2 separate regions of the Mus musculus genome follow, and region 1 is linked to region 2. Evidence: chromatin contacts called from public Hi-C data. All regions are on one chromosome and are shown on one strand. Each heading gives the region's core, a stretch centred on a gene start, on an enhancer-like site or on the middle of the called end of the contact. The rest is flanking DNA. Distances are from core to core; before and after follow the strand shown. Region 1 has its middle 39 kb from the start of Gm40430. Region 2 has its middle 9.4 kb from the start of Fbxo33.

Region 1 (4,481 bases), core at 993-3,492, 390 kb before region 2:
ATTTCAAGCAATCTGTTTGACAGGATAATAAATAGATTTACTCAAAAACTATTTATAAGAGTACAAGCACGTACATTTTTCTTCCTTAAGTTTCACTTTTAGAAAATGCAAGATTTTATTTCTTCAAAAGCCAGGCAGGCAGTGTCTTCTCTGCATGTAAGAGTACCTTGAAGTAAGAAGAATAGCACTTTATGCCACATCTCACATCTGGAATGTCAGTCTTACAGATTCATCTTGTGATAGCTCAACAGGTAACTTCTCAGTCAGGTTTTCTCCTCACCTCCTCCAAACAGGAGATTAGAAACATGCAGTGTGTGCTTTGATGGTAAGACCAGACAATATTCACCTGGAAGCAAAAGGTGAAATGGTCTGAAGTCTCCAGATCATTGTGTTATAACGGCATTCCATCGCCTGTGGCTTATCCAATAATTAAAAGCACACTGACAGTCTTAAACAAAAGCTATAAGAAAATGTCAGATTCCTCACTAAAAAGACACCAAGTTAGAGCAAAGACTGCCAAAAGTTAGCTTCCCAAGTGAAACCTGGAATATTTGCAGGAAAATATGCACATCAAAACTTAGAGAGCAAAGCCACGTGTAGTGGTGCATACGTTTAGTCTCAGCATTCAGAAGACAGAGGCAGGTGGATCTCTCTGAGTTCAAGGCCAGCCTGGTCTATAGAACAAGTTCCAGGACAGCCAGGCCACACAGAGCTTGTTTCAAAAAAATAACACTAACAAACAACAAAAACAGTAGAAAACAGAACCATGTAGGCTAAGATTTTCAAACTTGGTTCATTTGAGGTCAAATGAAAATGTCAATAAAGCAAGTATTTATCAGGTATTTATCCTCAAGGATAAATATTTTAGTATTTGTTGAATAAAGAAGTTAACAGAACTTGGTTCGACTAGGACAAAGCAGTAATGCCTGATTCACATAGGCTCACTTTGAGGGAAAAGCATAACACACACTTGAAGTACAGTCTCTCTTAATTCATGCCAGCCCCTCGCTGCCATCAAATTAGATTTTGATTATTTTCCCATTGAACTTCTGTCCTTGGAGATGCTAATTTTAGAACGTGTTAATTCTTTTCAGTGCCACCAGGTTTGGCAAACAGTAACATCCAGAAGCCATGTTCTGGTCTAATGAAAGGCTGGGCACTCCAAACTGACAGGAAATAAATGCATTTCCCTCCTGAAGAAAATTGTTATAATGAAAAATCACTTGATTTTTCAAAATTCAAATGTCACCTCACCAGATATTTGGCAAGTAACGTATCTTCTTTCACATTCCTTCCTCTAATTACCGGGCAGAGAAAGAAGGAGGAAGCCCAGATTGCTTTGGCTTATATATCCCTGGGATTGATGGGAAATGAGTTGTCTTAATATATCCCGACTGCTGCAGTAACTGATTGCCCTGCCTTTCTATAAAGATATTACCAAACCATGTTGTACCTTGAGTTAAAACTCATTTTAATCAGTGTTACACCACGGTAGATGATTACCCTTGCTGGTTAACAATTAAAAATTTAAAGTTATTTTCCTCAAGAGTTGGTAGAGCATGGCTGTAACCCCTGCACCTGAGGAGGCTAAGGCAGGAGGATCATGAACTCAAGGCTACTCTGAGCTATGAGGAAAGACCCCTCCTCAAAACACAAAATAGATAGATGATAGATAGATAGATAGATAGATAGATAGATAGATAGATAGATGATAGATAGAATTTTTTCTTCTTTAAAATTAGGTTAGGTTAAGGGTTTAGTTGAATGCCTAAAAGGAAATACAAGTTTAAAATTTGTTTCATTAAATGTTTGTATCATTTGTTAAATATTTCAAATACCCTTGTTTTCAATATTTGTACCATATTATATTTTATAATAAAAATTAATAGCAGCAACTATTACTCTCTTGGTTTGGGAATCTGGAGTGGATGTTAAACTCTGTACCTTCACACATAAGCCCTTATTTACCTTGCTGCTCAGGGGAAGGGGGTCTCTTCTGTCGACTGTACAGCTTACAGCTTAGTCTACTTCCCTGTGAATTATACTTATCCAAAATTATTTCCTTATGTAGGACCATGAGCCTGTCTCACAAAACTTTACATGGATGACTGAATAAAGGAAGTTATAAGGACTTCATTTGAGAGCTCTCCAAAGACCTTCTGAAACTTGCAGCAAACTTCTGCCCACACGCAGTTCTCTCATGAGTATTATGGGAAGAACATGCTCCAGAAATTTTCTTACAGTCTAATCTCTCTGTCTCAGAGTTAGTTTCCTGGGAAACCTGACCAAAAATAGGTGGTGCCTCTAATGATCTGAAAAGACAGACTTCAAAATTAGAATCTCAAATCTGAATCACCCACCAGCAAGCTGGCCATGAGGATCCTGTGTCTGGTGGTAGGTGGGATGTGGATAGTTACAGAGCATGCTAAGATGTCGCAGTTGTTCAAAGCCTCACCAGTGTGGACTATAATGTGATGCCAATAGAAGGGAGAGGAAGGCACTGTTAGGTGAGACTTGAGTGTGTTTAATAACTTAAGAGCAGTAATGAGCTGGATTATGGTCTGATGATTCTTGCTAGTGCCATGGATAAAGGAAGGAAATAGAAATACAGAGACTAAGGATAAGTCTGTATCCATGTGACAAAGTATGAATTTAGAACACCTTTATATACACTCACTTCTTTGTAACCACAGAATAGAACATACTAGCGGCTAGGGCAAGAACAAATTTAAAAACAGTAGAATTCCAAAAGGACTCAAAGCTCCATTGCTGAAGATAATGAAGTACTGATGCTAAATGGGCCTTTTAAAGTAGTCAAAAATAAGTAAATACTGGCAGAGTTAAAAGATCTAGTCAAGGTTTAGCAGCCCAAAAACAAATTATAAACTTAGAGATGAATGTGAAGTATGCTAAATCAAGAAGGACAGACTATAAAGTTGAAAGGGGACACTCCATCAGGAGACCCTCCCCTAATGCAGAATTTGACACTGACAAAGACCTTGAATAATGGTAATGAACCCAAGATAAAGAAAATCTAGGGTGGTTCTAGAAGAGAAGAGTAAAAAAAAAATATTGTAGTCCAAGCAATCTGAGAGAGTACCCCCAAAATTGCTGTGATAAAAAAATTAAAAGTCTTAGTGTGGTTCATCACCAACATTATGAAGCTTTAAAGGACTGCTGTCTAGAGGTTATAAATTATAGAGGGTCAGCAAACCAACTGAGTGCCTATATTTCTATAGAATCCAGGTAGGATACCCAATTCACCACAGCAGCTGGGAATGTGCTGGGAGGAAGGGCACCAGCTTCCCTGACTGCCTTTCTACAGACCAGGGTTGATGTTAGCCATGCTGTAATATAGCAGGGCTCCTGGATAACAGTGAGGGAACAAGAGAGGCTAAGATAACAGACACTGAGTAAATGTTGATTGCTTAGGAGAATCCACGTAGCAGTGTCCCAGGTCTGATTCTGAGTAGTTCCACCAGTCCCATAGGCTTACCCAATGCCACTGAATGAACATACTTGTGACTGGTAAGTGGCAAAGCATCCGCAGTGACCTACAAGACAAAATCCAAGACAGTGTCCGAGATAGCAAGTGGAAAACAATACTATGTCCAAAAGGAAACAAAGAAAGATTGATGTTACTTTTCAAAATAAAAATGATGTAAAAGTGATGGCCTCTGTTATATGTCCATTTAACTCACAAATCTAAGAAAAACAAGATATGTTCTGGAAGATTACAATTGACTCCTAAAACTCAATGAATTGCTAGCTTCAGAGACAGATGTTGTGCCAGATGTGGTTTATTTACTAGAGCAAATCAGTATGCTGAGTACACAGTGGGCAGCAGTCATTGGTCTCTATCAAAGAGAATGATTAGACACAGTTCTCATTCACTTGGAATAAATAATTGTATTTATGTTCATTTCTCAAGACTGCTTAACTCTACTTTCCCCTATTATAATGTGGTCTGACATGCTCTGGACCTTGTGAGCATTTGACATAGAATCTAATTGATCCATTACATAATAGCATCATGCTCATTAGAGACAATGAACAAGAAGTACCAAATACCATGGAAACTCCAATAACACAAAGTGCACCATGAAGAAAAATAGAAAATTTATAAAGCCTCAAGAGCCTTATCTATTAGTTTTAAGGATTCTTTACTAAAATCATGCTAGAACATCCCTTTTAAGGCAAAAGGCAAACTTCTGCATTTCATGCTTTCCTCCTAGTAGGTCTTACTGGGTCTAAAGGCAGCATATTCACATGTGGGAATCATTCTCTGATCAGCTGTCCTAAGGAATAAACAAAAAGCCTGTAACAATTGTGAGAATTGGGTGAAATCTAGATTACAGAAGTTCTGTAGAGCAAGTATGCAAGTATAGAGTAAATTTTACATTGCCCCTGCTGCATGTGTTAGTCCACCTGACTAGTATATGATATTATGGTGTGTATGGTAGGAAAAGATGATTCATAAA
Region 2 (4,612 bases), core at 1,338-3,837:
GATGCTCCCAACCGGATTTTCTTGGGATATGAGATACCAATCCCTGTTTTGTTAATGTAGACCTTCCAATTTCCAAATGTATACAACCAACTTATAAATGGCTTACATAGGACAGGTTCAGATACATTCCAGCAACCAGCAATTCACTATTCTCAAACCAAAACACAAGCTATGGGTTTTTTTAATGAAAATGAGAATGGCTCCCGTATGTTCCTATCTTCAAATGCTTAGTCACTAGGGAGTGGAATTATTTGAGAAGGATTAGAAATGGCCATCTTGTTAGAGGAGGTGTGCCACTAAAAATGAGCTTTGAGCTTCTCTCTGTATGTATCTCTGTCTCTCTGTCTCTCTCTGTTTTTCTTCCTTCTCCCTCTCTCTCTCCCTGCTACCTGTGGGTATGTAAACCTTTCAGCTATTTCTTTATTCTCTAGTGCCATGTCCTTCTGCTTCCCGTCATGATAATCATAGAGTAACCCCCTGTCTTAGTCAGGGTTTCTATTCCTGCACAAACATCATGACCAAGAAGCAAGTTGGGGAGGAAAGGGTTTATTCAGCTTACACTTTTCACATTGCTGTTGATCACCAAAGGATTTCAGGACTGGAACTCAGGCAGGTCAGGAAGCAGGAGCTGATGCAGAGGCAATGGAGGGATGTTACTTACTGGCTTGCTTCCCCTGGCTTGCTCAGCCTGCTCTCTTATCGAACCAAGACTAACAGCCCAGAGATGGCACCACCCACAGTGGGCTAGGCCCTTTCCCTTTGATCACTAATTGGGAAAATGCCTTGCAGCTGGATCTCGTGGAGGCATTTCCCCAACTGAAGCTCCTTTCTCTGTGATAACTCCAGCCTGTATCAAGTTAAACCAAAACTAACCAATACACCCTCTAAAACTATAAGCAAGCCCTGAATCAAAAAGCTAAGAGTTAACCTGGTCACAGTTTTTCATCACAGCAATAGTAACCCTAAGACACCAACTACAGGTCATTTGTTCTGTTTAGCTAACCACTTTCTAAAAAGCAAGTTCTCTTCAATCCTTCATTTATTTTCCCTGTAATAGAATCCTACTAAGAACTGCTTCCATCTTACAGACTAAGGAAGAAAGAAATCATATTCAAGTTGTAAGATCTATTTTCACAGAAGACCCCGTGCATGTATGTCTTACACTTAAGCAGGATCTCACTATGTAGTCCTGGTTGGCCTGATGCTGACCTACACTGGCTTCAAACTTACAAAGTTCCCACCTGCTTCTACCTCCAAGTGCTAAAATTTTTTTTAATTATTTATTTACATTCCAAATATTGCCCATCTTCTTAGTTCCCCCTTCTTGAGTTCTTCACCCCATCCATCCTCCCCCTTTGCTTCTGAAAGGGTGCTCCCCTACACACCCATCCACCCCCACCTCACCCCTACTCGTATCTCTCTTCCCCAGGGCGTCAAGTTTTTTCAGGATTAAACACATCCTCATCCACTGAGGCCAGACAATGCAGCCACCTGCTACATATATTCAGGGGGCCATGGACCGGCTCATTTTATGCTGTTTGGTTGGTGGCTTAGTCTCTGAGAGCTCTGAGGATCTGAGTTAGTTGTTAGTGTTGTTCTTCCTATGGGGTTGAAATCCCCTTTAGTTCCTTCAGTCCTTCCCCTAATTCTTCCATAGGGGGTCCACAAATTCAGTCCAAGAGTTGGCTTGTGAGCATCTGCATTTGTCTCAGTCAGCTGCTGATAGAGCCTCTCAGAGGACAGCCAGGCTAGGCTCCTGTCTGCAAGTACAATATGGCATCAGTGATAGTGTCAGGGTTTGGTGCCTGCCCACGGGATGGATCCCAAGTTGGGGTGGTCACTGGATGGCCTTTCCCTCAGTCTCTGCTCCATTTTTGTCCCTGCATTTGTTTTAGACAGGAACAATTCTGGGTCAAAATTTTTGAAGACAGGTGGGTACATAAGCCTCAACTGGGTATATGCCTGGCTACCTCTGGGTAAACTTATCAATGCATGAAGAGATCATTTGGAAGAGAGTTACGCTGACTTCACCTGCCAGCATTATCTAAGATTATCTAAGACTTGCTCAGGGAAAGGATAACTTTTTCACAAAATGAATTTAAGAAACTGTTTTATCAGTAGCCCTAAGTATCATAAAATGAATTCTGTCACAGCCATTTTTATCTGTTATAAAATTGTCCATGATTCAGTATTATGAAAATTATATTTAGCTCAAAACAAGTTGCCAAATTTAAGCAATAATGGGGAGAAAATCCTAATTACCTAACGGCGGTGGGGGGGGAAGCACTAAACTTAGCATGTTTTAAAAAGCAGCATATAAAACCCCTGAATACTTAAATTTTCCTTTGGAAAGATAAAGACAAAACAACTAATACATCTCTACAAAAGAGTTATGAGAAAAAGCAGACCCACTGACTGTCAACAGGTAGGTAATTCAATCCAACCCATCTACCTGGATAAGGCGGCCCTAACAACCACTGGTTGCCTAGGATTCAAATCCAAATAAGCATGGTGGTTACCATGGTGATGATATGCCTCTTTTGGAACCTGGAACTCAGTAGTACTAGGTATTTCTGAGCTTCATAGCACCAGTGCCTCCTCCCACACTCTGAATCATAGCGCAGGCTTTAGAACTTCACGAAACCTGATTTCATACTGACTTCTGTAAGTCGACAGCGATCCTTTAGCAATATAATGAGTGCATAAATGTCAAAAAAAAATCCAGCTCACCTGATGCACTAAGTGCACACACTCAGTAGACAATTAAGTGTATTCCTTGATAAACTCTGTGGCACTGTTGGAAACTGCTGTCTTCTTACTGCAACATGACCGTATCTTACTAATTCATCTCTTAGCTTACAGCCATATGTAACAATATTCCTATCTCTAATAAGAAAGTAAAAATCCAGCCGGGCGTGGTGGTGGTGCACGCCTTTAATCCCAGCACTCGGGAGGCAGAGGCAGGCGGATTTCTGAGTTTGAGGCCAGCCTGGTCTACAGAGTGAGTTCCAGGACAGCCAGGGCTACACAGAGAAACCCTGTCTCAAAGAAAAAAGAAGAAGGAGGAGGAGGAGGAGGAGAAGGAGGTTTTGTTTTGTTTTTTCTAGACAGGTTTTCTTTGTGGAGCTCTGGCTGTCCTGGAACTCACTTTGTAGACCAGGCTGGCCTTGAACTCAGAAATCCACCTGCCTCTGCCTCCCAGGTGCTGGGATTAAAGGTGTGTGCCACCACTGTCCAGCAGGTGTGTGTTTTTTAGAGCCAAAGACCAGGGCTGCAGAAATCTCTTCCCAGATGAAAAAGCAAAGACCAAACAGGTTAAGCAACATGCTTAAAGTTCACTCCATTCCACCACAACAGGAAACTCAGAAAAAGAAGGCTGCAACTCAGTTTCACCTTTCCACTCATTTTTTGAGACTGCTCAAGGACATTTTTTTAAAAATGTACTCCTTGTTGATTGAATTTGTTCTGTCATACATATTTTAATTCATTGTTTTCTCTCTTTTTCTCCTTTTTTTTCTCCATAATTCCTCCCACTCTTCACGGATGCCCTTCCAAAATTCATATTTTTTTGGTTTGGTATTATGATCACTGTAGCCTGGTGGGCCCATTGCCTGTTATGCAACTGAAAGCAATAACTGTTCCTCCCCCAGAATCTATCAGTAGTCAAAAGTAGGCTAGGGAGAGAACTTAAAAATAAAATTTAAAAAACCTATAATTACATAGAAACATTTATTTGAAAGGGAATTCTGCAAGTACCAGAATTTGAGAAGCAATGATTGATTCAAACCTATAAAACATTCATGAATAAATTATAATATTGCAGAAAAACCAAATCCAAGAAAAATTCATCTGACATCTTCCAAGGCCTTACTTTTTTTAAATGGGCAATACGCATAATTAAGCATTTTCCTGTCTTTTCAGTGTGAGCTACTTTCAAGGTTGTAAACTGTTACTAATTTTGTCTTGTTTTTTTTTAATGTTACTAGTTTCTTAAATAAAGCTTAAGTCTACAGTGAAAGACCCTCGAGGGGAGACCCTCACTCAGACACTCAAGTCCCGGGACAGCCGCGTACCCAAGAAGACACTGAGACCATACATAAAATGTAGAAGGCAAGATTTAATAAAGCAGCGACATGAAAGCACACAGACCAGAGCTCTGGGGTCGAAATAAAGCAGCAACATGAAAGCACAGAGCTCTGGGGTCGAAACTCATACACCTAGCGGCACCTAGTGGTGTAGAGGAGAATCGACGGTCAGCAAAAATTTTTTACAGGCTTATATAGTAAAACTCAAAGGGGGAGAACTGGGCAGGGAAAGTACAAGTTTACATCACTAGGGAGTTCTGCCAAAGGAATCTACGTAACTAAGGAGTCATGTCCTATCAAGGAACCTACGTAACTAAGGAGTACCTGGTTCATTTTGAGGTTGTTCTAGGAGGCCTTTATCTCAAAAATGTTCTTGGAACAGTTTTTAGTTGGGAGGGTTCGAACTTTAGGGTGAGGAGTTTTGGGGTGAAAAGTTTAGGAGTGTTACAATCTCTAGATGGGAGGGGGTGGGCTCCGAGGTAAAAAATTCATGTTTTCACAAGAGGCCAGTAATTTTCTATTCTTCA

What was found. Hi-C and Micro-C count contacts between places; a contact is called where the count stands out from the background.
Region 1: a Hi-C map of cortical neurons shows a contact between it and region 2. The contact joins two enhancer-like sites. A contact is called at or near these places in 1 of 39 promoter capture datasets (cranial neural crest) and 1 of 484 Hi-C or Micro-C datasets (cortical neurons).

What each region holds. Positions count from the first base shown.
Region 1 is chr12:59,618,367-59,622,847 of GRCm38.p6, reverse strand. No RefSeq gene overlaps it. Among named protein-coding and RNA genes, the nearest start is that of Gm40430, 39 kb to the left of the region's middle. Within about 2 kb of position 2,242, at least 10 of the 459 cell types and tissues checked have an H3K27ac peak or open chromatin away from gene starts, as enhancers often do. A contact at or near this core is called in cortical neurons, where this site is marked.
Region 2 is chr12:59,226,541-59,231,152 of GRCm38.p6, reverse strand. No RefSeq gene overlaps it. Among named protein-coding and RNA genes, the nearest start is that of Fbxo33, 9.4 kb to the right of the region's middle. Within about 2 kb of position 2,587, at least 16 of the 459 cell types and tissues checked have an H3K27ac peak or open chromatin away from gene starts, as enhancers often do. A contact at or near this core is called in cortical neurons, where this site is marked.